Linked DNA regions of Sus scrofa: region 1 is linked to region 2. A link is a contact called in public Hi-C data. All regions are on one chromosome and are shown on one strand. Each heading gives the region's core, a stretch centred on a gene start, on an enhancer-like site or on the middle of the called end of the contact. The rest is flanking DNA. Distances are from core to core; before and after follow the strand shown. Region 1 overlaps ZNF831 (zinc finger protein 831). Region 2 overlaps GNAS (GNAS complex locus).

Region 1 (2,785 bases), core at 61-2,560, 330 kb after region 2:
CAGGGAGTGGGGAGAAACTGCTCCAGCAACAAGCACTGCTTCCTGCTGGAGCATTTGGAGAGCTTCCTCCAAATGTTTTTCTTCATCTAATTTTCAGTATGGCCCCGTGGGGTCAGGAGGGGATGTTGTGGCCATTCTCTCCATCCTAATTAGGAGTCTTGCCCAAGTTCAGACCTGGAGGAAAGGAAATGCAAGTTCAATTCCAAGGTTTTTTCTTTTGCTAAAACTCTTTCAATTTTGGCTTGTTTATTTCCCTAACTTCCAGAGACACGAAAAAGTAATTTTCGTGCCCCCCTCCACATAGACATTAGGGATCATTTTCCGTCATTTTCAGCTCTCCCTCTTTGCTACGAGGCACCTGGCATGCCGGGAATGGACAAAAGCCATTTTTCTAAGTACTCGCGTTTGAAATTATTAAGTGTTCATTAAGCACCCCCGGGTGCAAAGCACTCTCGGAGATGTTTGTTTCTCAATTTTCTATAATTTCCTTTTTTTTCCCCCTTAGCTAAAGGCAGATTGAAAAATGAACTCAGTGCATTTGAGTCTCTGAATCATAGTTAATGTGCGACGCCCCCTCCCTTAACCGCGCTGTTTTTCTTCTGCCTCCTCTTGTCTTATTAATCCGATAAAGTTCTTATTCTTTTTTAACCCCTACTCAGGGGCTGAAACTTTTTGGCTTTGTTCCTGACTTCCAGCCAGGAAGAGATGAGGGCAAAAGCCGTGACCAGCGCCCGCGCAGACTGTAGGTGAGAGCGATGGAAAAATCGAGAACGCAGCCTTTGATGGACAGCGGGCTGCGGGCTTTGCAGCAGCCGAGCTGGCACAGGATGCGGTGGGGCTCCTGCCTCGGGGGCCTCTGCCGCCCCCACCCCCCGCTGATTGGCGTCAGAGACCCTTGGGAGCCCCATCTCTGAGTGGACGCTTCTGGAAAAATACAGGAGCCCCAAGCCCCCCTCCTGTCCGCCCTCACGCCCCGTGATTCTGAGTCTTACAGGAGCAGAGAGAAAGGCTGTTTTTCTCTTTCTCTCTTTTTTTTTTTTTTTTGACAACAACCTCGCATAACCTCAAAAGTTGCCCATGAATTTACCAAAACTTTTTTAATGAAACTATTCTAACCTCTGGTGGGGGTTAAAAAACAAGCCCTGTGAATTTATTACCCAGAAAGAAAAAAAAAGAAAAAAAGAAAAAAAAAACGAAGCATGACTTTTTATTTGATGGGAAATCGTCTTCCAAGCTTCAACGGCGCCCCCTAGCGCCTGTCTGCGAGGAGCAGGCGGCTCGGCTCCCTCCGAGTCCGGCAAAAACCCAGCTTTGGGGACTCTGTCTGGGGCGGCCGTGACCTTGCCCAGGTGTGTGTCCGGTGTGGACAGGACCTCGCTCCACTTGGAGGGGGAAGCTATGACTTGGGGGGAGTCTGCTCTGATACCAGGGGACCCCTTGGCACGAATTTATTTTCTGTTCTTTGGAGTTCGGGTGGCTGATTCTACCGTGCCCGAGTCTGCTTGCAGCCCGAGGAAGGGAGAGGAGGGTTTCGATAGAGACCCCAGCGCCTTTTGAAATAGGCTGGACCCCCGCTGAGGAAGCGGCTCTCGCCCCCGTCTCAGCACGCAGGCGACCCTGGCTTTCTACATGTCGTTTCGTTGCTCTCCTATAAATGCCGCCCAGATGTGCAAGAATAAAAACGAATACCAAGAGGCAGAAGCCCCAGCGGAGAAAGGAGGGCAGGAGAGGGGGAAAAAAGAGACGGGTGTTGAGATGCGGGTGAAAAATCAAGGACGAAACGGGTCCGGGGCTGCCCACCCTTTCCCGGGCTTTCCCCAGGCATATGATGCAGAATCCGAGATTCTGCCCCAAAACCCAGGCTGCCGGGTCTTCGCATACCGAACAGGACTTTTAAATCTTTCTGTGCCCAGGGTGGGAGCTGTTTCTATCCCCCCCAACTTGGAAACACACCGGTGCACCTTCGGAAAGGGCCTTGTTTTGAAGGAGCACACGTAAAAGGGTTAAAAAGCCGGTGTTCTAAACTAGAGACGCTGGGGAGGAGGGAGCCGGAGCCGTAGCCGCCCAGCAGGGGCACCCGCGGGGCAGCACCTGGGGTGGGGGTTGGAGGCCCAGGTGCCCCCCACCTCAGTTTCCCCCTCTGTAACGTGGTGCCCGTAAAGGACAGCGTGCGTTTTGTAAGGCTGTTGAGATGTCACTTACACATACAATTTCAATATTTCACGGTGAGCATGCCAGCTCATTACTGTTAATTTAGGTCTATAGAGGAGCCAGAGACCCAGAATTTTCCATTAAGTTAAACCTCCCGATTTTTACATGATGGTAATGAATTGACGTTTTAAAAAACCAAGCACATACTCACACACTGGTCTGAGCTCCTGGATGGGTACTTGGAGCGCTTTGCTTTGTGGGCTGCCAGGGGGCGAGGGAGAGGAGGGACGATGGAGGAGGGGGCTGGCTGCCACCCCCACTGTCATCTGCCACCCGCACCGTCATCTACCACCCCCACATCCCCCTGCGCTTGAGCCAAAGGCTGAAACCAGTGTGGTCACATTTCTTTGGGGCCAATGGATTTGGGGGAAATGACCCCTCTTCCCTGGGCAGACTGTGGGAGGGGACCCACTTTGAGTCCTTCAGAAGCCAGTATGGCACGTGGACAGTCTTGTGGGGGGAGGGGGGAGGGATGTCCCTCCTTGTCCCTGGAGCTCCCACTCGCCCCTCCCCTGTCAAGCCTGTGTTTTTCACCTGCCCAGATGCCTTTCAACCTCAGTGCTTTGAACCCCAT
Region 2 (2,700 bases), core at 39-2,538:
CATCTTAGTTTCCATCCTCCCTCTTAGATCCTGGCCTTCCCTCCATCTTAGTTTACGTCCTCCATCTTAGGTCCTGGCCTTCCCTCCATCTTAGTTTCCATCCTCCATCTTAGATCCTGGCCTGCCCTCCATCTTAGTTTCCGTCCTCCCTCTTAGGTCCTGGTCTGCCCTCCATCTTAGTTTCCATCCTCCATCTTAGATCCTGGCCTGCCCCCCATCTTAGTTTCCATCCTCCATCTTAGGTCCTGGCCTTCCCTCCATCTTAGTTTCCATCCTCCATCTTAGGTCCTGGCCTTCCCTCCATCTTAGTTTCCATCCTCCATCTTAGGTCCTGGCCTGCCCTCCATCTTAGTTTCCGTCCTCCATCTTAGGTCCTGGCCTGCCCTCCATCTTAGTTTCCATCCTCCATCTTAGGTCCTGGCCTGCCCTCCATCTTAGTTTCCATCCTCCATCTTAGGTCCTGGCCTGCCCTCCATCTTGGTTTCCATCCTCCCTCTTAGATCCTGGCCTTCCCTCCATCTTAGTTTCCGTCCTCTGTCTTGGATCCGAGCTGCCCCCGGTCTTAGATCCTGAGCCCTGAGCCTTTTTTTCTAATGCAAATAGAGATAGTCGATATTCAAGTAGTGTAATTAATTCCCCGTCGTGGTGGAGAGAAAATTGCCCTTTAGCTGCAGAACTGAATCCCCAGCTTTCCAGTCGCCTCTCCCTGGCCCTCGGGAGCCGCCTCCTCGGGGCTCGGCATCCGACGGGCGACTCTAGAAAGTCCGTGAGTCCCAGACGGGTTGGGAGGGTCTGGGGTCGGCCACCGACGAGGGCGCCTCCGTGACGCCGCGCTCAGAGGCGGGGACTGGCTCTCGGCCCCCGCGGGTCCCGGCGGCGGCGCGGGTGCGGCCTTCCCACCGTCCTCACCTGAGCGGCGAGGGAGACCCATTTTCAGGACGAGAAGTGGAGCTTGTTTACCCACTCAGAGAAGTGCGTTTGCCAAGTCACTTTATCACAGAGGCTGCCTCTGTAAACGAATTAGTTCTGTGCGATTGCCTCCCTCCGCCAGCCCCAGGCCCTCCCGAGTCCGGACCCCTGTGTCCGATGCCTTGAAAGCGACGGCCGTCCTGGGGAAGTGATTTGAAAGCCGTGGGGCCACGAGGCGCAGGAAATTGCGCCGACCCCCGCCGGGCGGCCGCAGGGTCCCCGACCCGGGACCTGGGGCCGGGCACCTCCGAGAGGGGGTCTGGCCAGGCCTCCTCACCTCCCTGCAGGTGGCTGTGTTCTGTTCACTTAATCCCATTAGCTGGCAGCGGCTGTGGGGCTCCCCTTAAGGGACATTTGCATTTTAATAAAGGGCTCTCTGAGGCCAGAGGCTGAGAGGGCCCCATTTTTAATAGTGCAGCAGCATTCTAACCAGAAGCGCTGGGGGGGACCGGGAGGGGGCTCTGGGCAGTCGGCCCCCCCGCCCCCTGAGCCCGGGACCCCCCACCCCCCAGGTACCGATGGGCAGCGGTGGCGGCAGCGGCGGGAGGGGGCCCCGGTGGCAGAGTCAGGTCCAGATCGAAGCTTCGGTGCCTGACTCACTCCGGCTCAGGCCGGTAATAACAAGCCCCGCGTTTTTCTCCATCGTCCACTGCTCTGACACACAGAATAGTCAGGAAATAAAAGATCTGAGTCCTATACAGCTGCTTTGCTTTCTTGAAAAAAGGAGGAAAAAAAAAAGTCGGGGGTGGTGGGGAGAAGAGAGCAAGGAGGCATGAGGCCAGGCCGGCAAATAATGAAGCAGCAGAGCCCAGCTTGTTGCTGGCTTGTTACATAAACAGCCCCACCGTCCCGCGTCGCAGCCCAAGGAGAAAGTGGTGCTTAGTGATACTTGGGTTGGCTTCACACCTGAGCTTGGAGTTACTCAGAGGTGCATTAACAACTAATGATTCAATTGAGGGAGGCCTGGATTGCCATTCGGAGTTGCCAGATATTAGCATACCCTTCTGGAAACCCGGAAGCCTGCCAATTACACTCCCCAGTGAAACTCTAAAGGGGCCTTTCCAAGATGCATGATATTTAGGAAGAGGAAATTAAGCTAATTTTGAAAGCTCCTGACATGTTTCCTTAAAATCGAACTAGTTGAAGGCTGGGATGAATATTATGAATTGTTCACATGATGCGTGTTTGAATAGATGTCATGGATTCCAAGGGCACAGCTCAGAACGACTCAGGGCCTGGGTTCCTTTCCTTTTTGTTTTTGGTCTCTCCCCCCCCCCACCGCACTTTTTCTCCTGAAGCACAAACACAGTCTCTACCTGAAAGGGCCTCTGCAGAACGTTGTCTGGTAGCAAACAGGACAGAGCCACGTTCTCCCAAGAGGAGACGAGGTGCCATGGCCAGGACCGGGGAGAGAGCCCTGGGCCCTGCGTGGCGGCCACAGGCGGGAGTGTCACCCAGGGGCTCGCAGCCCTCGGGGGGGGGGGGGGGCTTTTAATTATGCGTGTAAGTTCCAGCTTTCTTTCCAACACAAACACGCAGGCCGGCGAGGACATTAAATATGCAGCCGGGCTTTCCCTCTGAGCGAGGCCGGCGCTTGGATTTTTATCTTCCCAGGTCCAGAACCTGTTTACTTCCTTCCAAGCGGCTTCCTCCTGCCCCTTAGATAAGTCAGCGGGAGGATCGACCTCCAGACGTTGCTGAATTCGCGACCCCTGACAGTGACTGGGAACG

The links. A called contact is a pair of places that touch in the nucleus more often than the background predicts.
Region 1: a Hi-C map of epiblast stem cells shows a contact between it and region 2, with 2.9 times the contacts expected there. The contact joins two enhancer-like sites. A contact is called at or near these places in 1 of 5 promoter capture datasets (liver), 25 of 47 Hi-C or Micro-C datasets (adipocytes, alveolar macrophages, brain and 14 more) and 1 of 2 datasets of contacts at active chromatin or transcription factors (skeletal muscle).

What each region holds. Positions count from the first base shown.
Region 1 is chr17:59,345,956-59,348,740 of Sscrofa11.1, forward strand. The region is part of intron 3 of ZNF831 (zinc finger protein 831); the gene reads left to right. Among named protein-coding and RNA genes, the nearest start is that of ZNF831, 35 kb to the left of the region's middle. Within about 2 kb of position 1,311, at least 20 of the 83 cell types and tissues checked have an H3K27ac peak or open chromatin away from gene starts, as enhancers often do. A contact at or near this core is called in epiblast stem cells, where this site is marked.
Region 2 is chr17:59,017,538-59,020,237 of Sscrofa11.1, forward strand. All of the region lies in intron 1 of GNAS (GNAS complex locus), which reads left to right. Among named protein-coding and RNA genes, the nearest start is that of GNAS, 33 kb to the left of the region's middle. Within about 2 kb of position 1,289, at least 15 of the 83 cell types and tissues checked have an H3K27ac peak or open chromatin away from gene starts, as enhancers often do. A contact at or near this core is called in epiblast stem cells, where this site is marked.